Linked DNA regions of Pan troglodytes: region 1 is linked to region 2. A link is a contact called in public HiChIP or PLAC-seq data. All regions are on one chromosome and are shown on one strand. The core of a region is the stretch at or near the end of the contact, and the rest is flanking DNA. Distances in the headings are between cores, read along the strand shown. Region 1 holds the start of HAP1 (huntingtin associated protein 1). Region 2 holds the start of KLHL11 (kelch like family member 11).

What was found. HiChIP or PLAC-seq counts read pairs in DNA pulled down with a chosen protein or histone mark.
Region 1: a contact with region 2 is called in an H3K4me3 HiChIP or PLAC-seq map of stem cell-derived excitatory neurons, with 11 times the contacts expected there. The contact joins the promoter of HAP1 here to the promoter of KLHL11 in region 2. A contact is called at or near these places in 2 of 7 Hi-C or Micro-C datasets (induced pluripotent stem cells and stem cell-derived neural progenitor cells) and 1 of 1 datasets of contacts at active chromatin or transcription factors (stem cell-derived excitatory neurons).

What each region holds. Positions count from the first base shown.
Region 1 is chr19:26,400,318-26,406,417 of NHGRI_mPanTro3-v2.0_pri, reverse strand. HAP1 (huntingtin associated protein 1) reads right to left here and starts at 1,293. Exons shown (of 10, transcript XM_054670901.2): 1 at 1-1,293.
Region 2 is chr19:26,273,235-26,279,027 of NHGRI_mPanTro3-v2.0_pri, reverse strand. KLHL11 (kelch like family member 11) reads right to left here and starts at 3,727. Exons shown (of 2, transcript XM_016931798.4): 1 at 1,904-3,727. The coding sequence starts at 2,448. It overlaps ACLY (ATP citrate lyase), which reads right to left. Exons shown (of 28, transcript XM_063798578.1): 27 at 5,521-5,597; 28 at 3,738-4,722. The coding sequence ends at 4,628.

The sequences.
Region 1 (6,100 bases), core at 44-2,543, 130 kb before region 2:
CTCCAGCTGGGGCTACAGAGCGAGCCTCCCCCTCAAAATAAATAAATAAATAGAATACTTTTTTTTTTAAGTATCCTACTGGAAATGTTGGGTAGACAATTAGATGTATAAATCTGAGTGTAGGGGAGAGACCGGGCTGGAGATTTAAATGTAGGAGTCATTGTTCTTTGATGACCATTTAAAGCTATGAGACTGGTGAGATCCCCAGGAGACTGAGAGAAGACAGATAAGAGCGCACAGGACTAACCCCCCTAGGATTCAGAGGGCAGAAAGAAGAAGAGGAGGCATCAAAAGGAAGACTGGGATGAGTGGGGCAGTGAAGTAGAGGAAAACCAGGAAAGTTGGGTCCTAGAAAGTAAAGAAAATGTTTCATGTAGAGAGTGGCCACCTGTGTTGGGTGGTGCTGTTGGGCCAGGCAAAGACTGAGGACAGAGACTCAGCTTGGCAAACTGGGGTCATGGGCAACCTTGGTGAGCTGGGGTCATGGCCTCGGCAAGAGTGGTCTTGGGGGCCAGGCACAGTGGCTCACACCTGTAATCCTAGCACTCTGGGAAGCCAAGGCAGGTGGATCACCTGAGGTCAGGAGTTTGAGACCAACCCGGCCAACATAGTGAAACCCCATCTCTACTAAAATACAAAAATTAGCTCGGTGTGGTGGAACAAGCCTGTAAGCCCAGCTACTTGGAAGGCTGAGGCAGGAGAATTGCTTGAACCCAGGAGGCAGAAGTTTCAGTGAGCCGAGATTGCACCACTGCACTCCAGCCTGGGCGACAGAGCAAGACTTGTCTCAAAAAAAAAAAAAAAAAAAAAAAAAAAAAGAGCGGTCTTGGTAGAGGGGGTGAGAGAGACCAAAGAGGAGTGAGGAAATAACGAGAGGTAACAAAATGAAAACAGAAAGAAGGCTAGGCGCTGTGGCTCACACCTATAATCCCAGCACTTTGGGAGGCTTAGGAGGGTGAATTGCTTGAGCCCAGGAATTTGAGGCCAACCTGGGCAACATGGCAAAACCCTTTCGCTACAAAAAAATACAAACATTGGCCGGGCGCAGTGACTCACACCTGTAATCCCAGCACTTTGGGAAGCCTAGGCGGGTGGATCGCCTGAGGTCAGGATTTCGATACCAGCCTGGCCAACATAGTGAAACCCCGTCTCTACTAAAAATACAAAAAATTAGTTGAGCATGGTGACGGGTGCCTGTAATCCCAGGTACTCAGGAGAATCACTTGAACCCGGGAGGCGGAGGTTGCAGTGAGCCGAGATTGCGCCATTGCACTCCAACCTGGGCGACAAGAGCAAAACTCCCTCTCAGAAAAAAAAAAAAAAAGCTGGGCATGGTGGTGCATACCTGTACTACTTCAGGGGCTGAAGTGGGAGGATCACCTGAGCACAGGTCGAGGCTGCACTCCAGCCTGGGTGACAGAGCAAGACCCTGTCAGAAGGAAGGAAGGAGGGAGGGAGGGAGGAAGGAAGGGAGGGAGGGAGGGAGGGAGGGAGACAGTATAGAAAACCGTATTGAAGAAATCTGCAACAAAGGAGAGCTGGAAAAGGGCACAGGAGCTGAAGGAGGACATGAGTGCTGGGGAGTGTGCTTTGAAGATGGGAGAGAGGACAATATGTTTACATGCTGATGGAAATGTTCCCTCAGGGAGGAGAAAACAGGTGCAGAAAAGAGAGCATATCTCCCAGAATACTTCTGGAAATGGAGGAACTTTCATAACATAACCGTTCTCCTCCTTGTTCAAAGTCTGCATGTTTTATTTTCTTTCTTTCTTTCTTTCTTTTTTCTTTTTTTGAGATGGAGTTTCACTCTTGTTGCCCCAGGCTGGAGTGCAATGGCATGATCTCGGCTCACCACATCCTCCACCTCCCGTGTTCAGGCAATTCTCCTGCCTCTGCCTCAGCCTCCCCAATAACATGCGTCACAACATCCGGCTACTTTTGTCTTTTTAGTAGAGACGGGGTTTTTCCATGTTGGTCAGGCTGGTCTCGAACTCCCGACCTCACGTGATCCGCCTCCCCCTTGGTCTCCCAAAGTGCTGGGATTACAGGCGTGAGCCACTGTGCCCAGCCCAAAGTCTGGATGTTTCCTGTGGTTTCTTTGTCAGCAGAAAGCTTGAAGGAGACACACAACCCCAGGGTTTGCTACGACAGTGAGGTTGAAGAACATAAGGAGATGGCTGTTCGGGCATCGGCACAGCCCAGGCTTCCGTGAGGCTGCAGCTCCGTAGGCTCTGCCGAGTGGTCCTCCCACAGCCCAGCTTCCTGGACTGTCTCTCTGTGCCTTGGACATCTCTGCAGCCCCAACCACCAAGCACAGAACAGGGCATACAGAAGAAGCCTATTACACTCCTGCTGAATTAAATTGTTTCTGGCCCATGAGGAAGAAGCCCTGGGAAACCCCTGGAGAGTTTGACGGGGAAGAAGGCAGAGGCAGTGGGATGGAGAAGACAGAGATGAAGTTAGGAGACCCTGAAAGCTCCCCCAGCTGACCACACCCTCTAGGTCAGCGCACTGGCAGCCAGCAACTCTGGCTACGGCCACCAGAGGGCAGTGTCAGCCCGTATACCTCCCCCCGTGGCTTCCTCACCTACAGGCTCAGTCGCCCCACAGCAGGTGGAGTAGGGACAGAGACTCCATTTTACAAATGGAGAAACCAGGGCTCGGGGCCCGTCATTCTGGAAGTGAGCATTTTGGCCTGGCTGACAGATATCTGCCTTTCCACAGCCTAGGGCTGTCCAGGAGACTGGGGGTGGTCTCTGATCCAGGCCTCTCAAGTGGTTTTCCTCTGTCAACCACCCCCTCCCTCTCCTGCTTCTCGTCTAGGGGGAGAAATCAGACACAGCAAAGACCCTCGGCCTCCTGTCCTCCCTCCCAGTGTGCACCCATGGACCCTCCTGGATCCAAAGAGGATGGGAGGGTGCAGAAGACTTGCCAGGCTGCAAAGCCAGACCACCCACCACCTAATTGTGCACACCGCCCTGAACCTGGGGCACATTCACTCCAGTGCCCAGCCCTGGGCAGCACACAGGTGGCTCAGGCCCCTCCTCCTGCCCCCTCCCCTGGCCTGACCCTGGGAAAAAAACACCTGGAACAGGGTAGGTCATAGAAAGAGCCCCTAAGGGTCGGTGCCAGGGACCTGGGGGGGGGGGGGGCAGGCACCAGGGTTACTTTCTGCAGGGGAGCAGGGTGGAGGGGCACCCTGAATTAGGGACAGGGGAGACCTCCTCACCCCCGCCACAGTCCTGCTGTCTCCTGCAGGCCTTTCGGGGGCCCTCCCCCATCTCTGATCCAGGCCTTCCCCTCCAGAACCAGGCAGTGGCCGCCATAGCCCTCACCCCCACCCCAGAACCCAGGTACAGTCCCTCCTTACATCAGCGGAGAATGGGGGGCCTAGGCCCTCAGAGGTTCCCCTTTAACTTTTCTTTTGTTTTTTTGAGAGGGAGTCTCACTCTGTCGCCCAGGCTGGAGTTCAGTGGCATGATCTCGGCTCACTGCAGCCTCCGCCTCCTGGGTTCGAGCAATTCTCCTGCCTTAGCCTCCCGAGTAGCTGGGACTACAGGCACATGCCACCATACCCATCTAATTTTTGTATTTTTAGTAGAGACGGGGTTTCACCATTTTGCCCAGGTTGGTCTTGAACTCCGGACCTCAAGTGATCCATCTAGCCTCGGCCTCCCAAAGTGCTGGGATTATAGGCATGAGCCACCACACCTGGCTCCCTTTAACTTTTCTCCTCTTCTTAAAGAGCCCAGCCCAACTCCTGGGCCACTGAGCCCCTCTGGCCTGGAGCAAGGAGGTAACGAGGTGCTGGGGGCAGCTGGGGGTCTGAGCCCTCTGCCTGCTGTCTTCCATGGCCCCGCTGCTGGCCAGGACCGAAAGGGAGAGAGGCAAGGAGAGAAAGGACAGAGAGCAAGTGCCGGGGGCGAGGGCAAGGGGCTGAGGGGGCTGGGACCTCAGGTGGAGAGTACTGACCCCCACTCTGAAGTTCTTCCCCACCTGGGGGCTCCTATCCTGGAGGAAGGCCCCGCCTCCCACACAGGCTCACTCCTGCTCTTGGTTCTGATGTCTGACTCCTCCTCTGAGAAGCCCTCCCTGGTGGGGCTCACCTGTGTTAGGTCCCCTGTGCCAGATCGGGCCTCTCTGTGTCCTCCCCTCCCCTGGCATTCTCTCCCGACTCTGCCCGCTCACAGGGTAAGATGATGTCATTGACAAGATGATCTATTTAGTAACAATGAGAGCCGTATCTGTTTTGCTCACTTTTGTATTCTCAGGACTCTAATGAGGCGTCCAATAAATATTTGTTGAATGAACACATCAGTGGATTCTCTGGGTATGGACGGCGGGAGTGGTAATCGCCCTGGGGAAGTGACTTCCGGTAAGGGTGAGATCCTAGGACTCTGGACTCCCAAACCAGGGCTCCACATCCCCTGGCACAGGTGAGCGCCACCAGGAACCCTCCAGGGGCACCTGTGGGAGAGGGTGGAGACCGGCCAGGATGTGAGCCACAGATCCCCAGGGAGTGACCCTCGGCACAGCCAGGTGCCCACTTCTTCCCTAGAGCCCTCAGCCCAGCCCCGCTCCTTTCCCCAGGGACCAGAGCAGGAGGCCTGGGCTGGCCTGATATGGAGCTGGGTCCAGCAGGTCGGCAGTGCCCTGACCTGGGAGGCTCCACGGGAAGCAGCTGGGAGTCAGGGGACCACAGCACCCTCTGTGAGGAGGGCAGGACCATCAGCTGCGTCCAGCCTGCTGGACAGGCAATACCAGGTGGTGGCGAGCCTAGAAGGATGTTCTGGCCCTTTGGCCTCCCTGAGCTACCTCCAGGCTCAGGGATAACACCAAGGAGCCCTTCGCTCCCTGACCTCTGTCCCCAGAGTCAGCAATTCCCTCTCATCTCTGCGTCCATGTCCAGGCTCTGAGCCCTTCCAGGGACAATTTGTGGGGTTGGGGATAGAGACAGAGGGATAAATACACATTCACTGAGACCTGACTAGGTGCCATATGGATTTTGGATATATTTCATTTTATCATCACTGGAAGGAAAAAAATACTGCTGTGTTATAGATGAAAAACAGAAGCCCAGAGAGGTCAAGCAACTTATCCAAGGCCACACAGCCAGGAAGTATCAGGGAGGGAAGATCACAAAGGCTTGTCTTACCAACAGCCCATGTGCTGTCCACGGCCTCCCAGTTCAGAGAAGAAGCTGGGCGACCCTCCCTCTCCCGTACCCGGGGGCTGCCTATGCTCACTGGATTTGCTTCCACATAATACTACTTATGAGCCAACTGTTAGGTCTTATAAATTAGATGCCCACCGTGGGCATCTGCCCCATGGCCTCTGGAGGAATCCTGCCAGAGGATGGAGATAAAGGAAGGACAAATACCATGTGCCTTTTGCCGACGCTATGTCCGCTCTTCCTTCTTCAAGCCTCAGCTCAGACGCCACCCAGTCTTGGGAGCCTTCCCTGATCTAACCTGGCTGGATCTGGGTCCCTGCCTCCCAGATCCAATGTGCTTCCCTCTACCTCAGCCTTCCACACACTGGGGCAAAAGCAAGAAGGGCTTCTGTGCCCAGCTTTTAGTATCTGAGCCTGCCTTGGCCCATGCTTGATGGGCTCAGAGGGAAACACTTGTACTCTGACATAAATCCGAAATAACAGAATCATCCTGACTGGTTCCAGTCTTCAAAATAAGAAAGACTGAGTTTTCATCATAAACCTGGACTCCTGGCCGGGCGCGGTGGCTCACACCTGTAATCCAGCACTTTGGGAGGCCAAGGCAGGCAGATTGCTTGAGCCCAGGCGTTTGAGACCGGCCTAGGCAACATGGTGAAACCCTGTCTCTACAAAAATACATAAATTAGATGGACATGATTGTGCACGCCTGTAGTCCCAGCTACTTGCGGGGGCTGAGGCAGGAGGATTGCTTGAGCCCAGGAGGTCAAGGCTGCAGTTAGCCGTCTTCTTGCCACTGCACTCCAGCCTGGATGACAGAGCAAGACCTTGTCATAAATAAATAAACAAAGAAACAAACAAACAAATCTGAACTCCCTAACAAAAAATAAGCCTATTCCTAAAGCTAAGTCATGACCTTTGTGATAAGGT
Region 2 (5,793 bases), core at 2,478-4,977:
CTGATCTTACTCCCAAACCTGCTCTTCTGCAATCTTCCACATCGTAATAATTCCATCCTTCCCATTGCTTGGGTCAAAAAGGTAGCAGTCTTTTCCCTTATACCCCACGTCAAATCCATCAGCAAATTCATCTCATCCATTTTCAAAATATATCTGGAACCAGAGCAGTTCTCATCACCTTTACTTCTCCCTCCTCAATCGAAGCCTCCACCACCACTGCCACAACCTCCTACACTAGTCTCTCTGCGTCTGCCCTTGGTGCCCCCTCCTCCCCAATGCCACATCCTTTGTTCTTTTTTTTTTTTTTTTTTTTGAGACAGAGTCTTGCTCTGTCCGCCAGGCTGGAGTACAGCGGCGCAATCTCAGCTTACTGCAACCTCAGCCTCCCGCCTCCCAGGCTCAAGCGATTCTTGTGTCTCAGCCTCCCCAACAGCTGGGATTACAGGCACGCCACCACGCCCGGCTAATTTTTGTACGTTTAGTAGAGACAGGGGTTTCACCATGTTGGCCAGGCTGGTCTCGAACTCCTGACCTCAAGCGTCCACGCACCTCGGCCTCTCAAAGTGCTGAGATTACAGGCGTGGGCCACCGCGCCTGGCCGCCACATCCTTTTTTCAACACAGCACTATTCATCAAATCAGACTGCATCATTCCTCTGCCCCAAACCTTCCCATTTCAATCAGAGTAAAAGCTCATGTCCTTCCACAGGCCATCAAGGCCCTACGGGATCTGGATCCATGCCCATTACCATCCTGGGGCTTCTCCTGTTCCTCTCATCCTGCATCCCTTTGATACAGCCACACTGGCCCCCCGCTGTTCTCTAACATACAAGCTCCACCTCAGAGCCTCTGTACCTGTGTCCCCTACCTGACACAGTCTACCTTACCTCCTTCGGTTCTTAGCAAAACGTCTTCTTCATAGGGCATTCTCTATCCACCCAATTTGGAAAACACTTCCTCTCCCCCAGCAGTTTCTATGTACTCCCCCCATGCTTTATTTTTCATCAGTGATGACAATCATCCAACAGGTTATACATTTTACTTATTTACCGTCCATCTACCAACCTAAGTGCGATAAGGAAAAGGACTTTTGTCTGTTTTGATCACTGCTGAAACCCTAGCACCTTAGAATCCCGCATCTGAGCTGATGCGTAATAGGCGCTCAATAGGCATTTTTGTTAATGTATCTGTAAGATGATAATTGCCAAAACAAACGCCTCTCCATCTCTATAAACGGTATTACCTGCCTTCTAACCAGTCTCTGGAGCATTCCTGCTCCCTACAATCCGTTTAACACAGTGGCAAAATAATACTAAAATATTTAAATCAGCTATTTCTTTACCCAGCTTCCTATCACACTTAGTGAAATCCAAACTCCTTATTCCAACGCATCTCACGCATCCTTCTCCCCTTCATCCACTAGATCCAGCCTCACTGGACTGTATTTTAATTCTCTTCTCTAAGCCAAACTGGATCCTGCCTGAGGGCGTTTGCGCTGTCTGGAATATTCATTCCCCATCTTCGCACGGTCAGTTATTTTTTGACATTCAGAGGTCGATCTAAACTTCACCTCTTCAGAAAGATCTTTATTCAATCCCTAGCCTTTCATTCCTTTTGAACGTCAGCACAACAGTTACCACATACTGACTTTCCTTTTCATCACTTTTGTCCCATCACCTAGTATCTGAGCTCCTTGGGCGCGGGGCGCCCTCGCCGGACCTGATGGTGCATCCTCCTCGCCCACCGCGGTGGCTGCCCCCAAGCAGGCGCTCAGCGAGTGTGAAACCGATGCGTTCACTCAGGACTCGCGAGCTGCCGTGGCAGGCACTGCCCTCCCCTCCGCCGGCGAGCATCTCCCCCTCTCCGCGCCCGCCGCCCTCCGCGCTCCCGCCTCCCTCGCCTACCTGTCGGCCAACTCCAGCACCTCGTGCACGCTGCCCGTGCTGACGCGGATGCGCCCGGTGTACATGTACTCGATTACGGCTTCCACTGTGTCGGGTTCGGGCCCCGGCTCGGAGCTCCACTTGCGCATCTCCACCCGTCCCGAGCGGGACTCGGAAAACTGGCCCGAGAGCAGGGGCGTGAAGTACTCGGTGGCGGCAGCCAGTACCGAGCGGTGGGCCCGGAACTCGCGGCCTCCAGCCCCGCCGAAGCACAGGGTAATGTCGCAGAAGAGGCCCTGGCGCCGCTGCTCGTTCTGCCGCCAGGACAGCTCTGAGCAGTGAGAGCTGCACTCGAAATCCTCGGCTTCTGGGCCCGGATCGCCCCCGCTCGCCTCCATTGCAGAGATCCCCGGCCCAGGCCCGAAGTCCACCGTGCCGCTGCCTCGGACCTCGGCGGCCAGTCCTGCCGAGCCGGCGGCGGCCGTCTCCATGCTCTCCATCTCCAGTACCTGAAGAGATGCAGCCGCGGCCGCCGCCGCCGCCGCCGCCACTGCCGCAGCCGCCATCTTGACGCCGCTGCGCCCGGCCTCCACAGCCTCGGAACGATGCGGCCGTTGGTGCGACACAGAGGGATTCTGGGATTAAATAGTGCGCGCGGGGCGGGGCCAGGTCGCCCGCCGGCCGCACATGCGCCGCCTCGCCTCCAGCAGCTCTGCCTGCCTTGGTGAGGTCCGTCAGTAACAGTCGCCCAGTCCAGAAGACTTCGCCCCAGGGCGTCGGTGCGAGGATGGCTCGCTTCCTTTCCTTAGTGGGTAGCATGCTCTCTGCAGTCATTTTGTCGAGTAAAGCCACCTTAGACCATTACCTGTTGTTAAAGCCTTGAGTGGCAATACAGGATTTTTATAAGATCTAGCCCCAGCTAAGTGGATGAGGGATGAATGAGTTACTCGTTATCCGTTTTTTTTTGTTTGTTTTTGTTTTTGTTTTGGGTTTTTTGTTGTTGTTTTTTTTTTGAGACGGAGTCTCGCTCTGTTGCCCAGGCTGGAGCGCAGTGGCGCGCTCTTCGCTTATTGCAACCTCCGCCACCCGGGTTCAAGCGATTCTTGTGCCTCAGCCTCCCGAGTAGCTGGGACTACAGGCGCCCGCCACCACTCCAGGCTAATTTTTTTTTTTTTGAGACGGAGTCTCGCTCTGTCGCCCAGGCTGGAGTGCAGTGGCCCGGTCTCGGCTCACTGCAACCCCCGCCTCCCGGGTTCACGCCATTCTCCTGCCTCAGCCTCCAGAGTAGCTGAGACTACAGGCGCCCGCCACCATGCCTGGCTAAGTTTTTGTATTTTTAATAGAGACGGGGTTTCACCGTGTTAGCCAGGATGGTCTCCATCTGCTGACCTCGTGATCCACCCGCCTCGGCCTCCCAAAGTGCTGGGATTACAGGCATGAGCCACCACGCCTGACCGTAGATGAGCATTTTTAAAACCATATATACTGAAACTATTAGTACAGTTCAGGCCAGGCCAGGCACAGTGGCTCACGCCTGTAACAGCACTTTGGGACGCCAAGGAGGATGGATTGCTTGAGTCCATGAGTTCCAGACCAGCCTGGGAAATACAGCAAAACCTTATCTCCACAAAAAATACAAAAGTTAGCCTGGAGTGGTGGTATGCTCCTGTAGTCCCAGCTACTTGGGAGGCTGGAGTGGGAGGACTGCTTGAGCCCAGGAGATGGAGGCTGCAGTGAGCTGTGATGGTGCCACTGTACTCCAGCCCTGGGGCGGCAGAGTGATACCCTGTCTGGAAAAAAGTACAGTTACAAAGGAATACAGATCAAAGGATATGGATGCCAGGAGCCAGCAGTATGCCTTCATTGTTACTATATAGTTTATTTAAACCAGACTATGATAATACAGAGAAGAGACTGAGGTGGCAGCTGCCCAGAATCTTTGTGGATTACAGATGCAAAGTAGTTAGGAGTCCTTGGACCCACACTTCAGTTACAGACAGACAAATCAGCTGCATAAATACAGAGAACATAACACACAAGACATTTCACAGCTTTCTGCATTTCCATTTTAAATGTATGTATGTTACAACTTTACATATTAAGTTACTACTCCACATATTTTGTGACAATGGCTAAGGATGCAATGGCCCCATCCCCCTGACATAAACAGACTCTGGTCTGCAACACAGAACATTTCAGTGGGATACCAAACAAGCCCTTAACACATAACATACAAAAAGATCTTTAAAAATCAGATTAATACAATGTTCTTCATGTTATATAAGGAAGAAGAAAGGGAAGTAAAAAAAAAAAAGAGACATTGGGGTGCTTTAAATGTATAGTATCTTGAGGCCATAAATGTTTCATTCCCTTCCTCCAAAGGAGAAAAAAATGTTTAACTAATGGAAAAAGAAAGCAACATCCTAACGCCCTACAATGAGGAAGACCCCATCCTGACAGTACTTAGATGCTTCCATATAATAAATACAGCAGGTAGCAGAGCAAAGTCACAAATATTGGCTTGGTTTTTATTTCTATGCTTATAAAAAAAAATATGAAGCTTCTTTGTGTGGACTGAAGGGGTGTTAGCCTGTGGATGTTGGTCTTCGGTGCCTGTACCCCAGTGGCTGTTTACATTCCAGGCCCCTGCTAAATAAAGCAGGCTCCACTGCCAGCTGTCTGTACACTTTTTCCTGGGGGAGGAGTTCTTGTCTTCAGTTTACTGCAGTAGGGTTCCTGGCTCTGTTACATGCTCATGTGTTCCGGAAGAACATATGAAATATCATCCCACGGATGACGATACAGCCCCTGCTTCAGCCTCTTCTGATCAAGATAGTGTCCTAAAATGAAGCAAACACATCTTTTTTATTAGAGCTTCATAAGCCTGGTGAGAGGAAGAGGCTAAGGAAGGGAAATCTTTCTAACACACAAAAAAAGTAGACACAAAGCAGTGGGAAGTTTAGTCCAAATCCACTGTATAGGTAGATGAGGCGGACTTTGTACAAGGGAGCTGTTGGATCTGATTCTATTTTCCTTTAAATTAAAACAAAATTTTAAAGGGAAAAAATAAAATAAATAATAAAAATAGGCCGGGCACGGTGGCTCACGCCTGTAATCCCAGCACTTTGGGAGGCCGAGGTGGGCAGATCACGAGGTTGGGAGATCGAGACCATCCTGGCTAACATGGTGAAACCCCGTCTCTACTAAAAATACAAAAAATTAGCCAGGCGTGGTGGCATGCGCCTGTAGTCCCAGCTGCTTGGGAGGCTGAGGCAGGAGAATCGCTTGAACCCGGGAGGCGGAGGTTGCAGTGAGCTGAGACCGCGCCACTGCACTCCAGCCCGGTGACAGAGCAAGACTCAGTCTCAAAAAAAAAAAAAAAAAAAATTTCCTGGGCTAGCAATCATTTCTAAGAACAAAGGAACAATGATAAAGATAAGGGGAAAGGTTAAAGTAAGAAAGGAAAGATTAAGAACAATGATTAAGAGGATATGACATTTCTTCTGTAGAAACTGAACCACAAAAAGAAAATTAAAAAAGAAAAAAAAAAAAAAAGAAACTCAACCCCATGGGTAAGTGGTGTAGCTGAACCGTGGGGTTTAAAAAAAAACACTTAAAACAACAACGAACGGACTCACCAATGAAGCCCATACTCCTTCCCAGCACAAAGATGCCATTGAGGGCTCCAATGTCAATATATTCATCAGCTTCCTCCCTGCAACACACAATCAACTTGTAGTTTTAAAAGGCTCACGTGACTGCCCTCCTCCCCACAGACAGTACTACTACTGCCCAAGAATGAGAAGAAAAGGGGTGCTCTGGGTGGTAGCATTACAGGCAATTTTTGTTTTCTTCTTTATACCTCTCCTTATTTTTCAAATATTCTGAGTATGCATTACTTTTATAGTTCG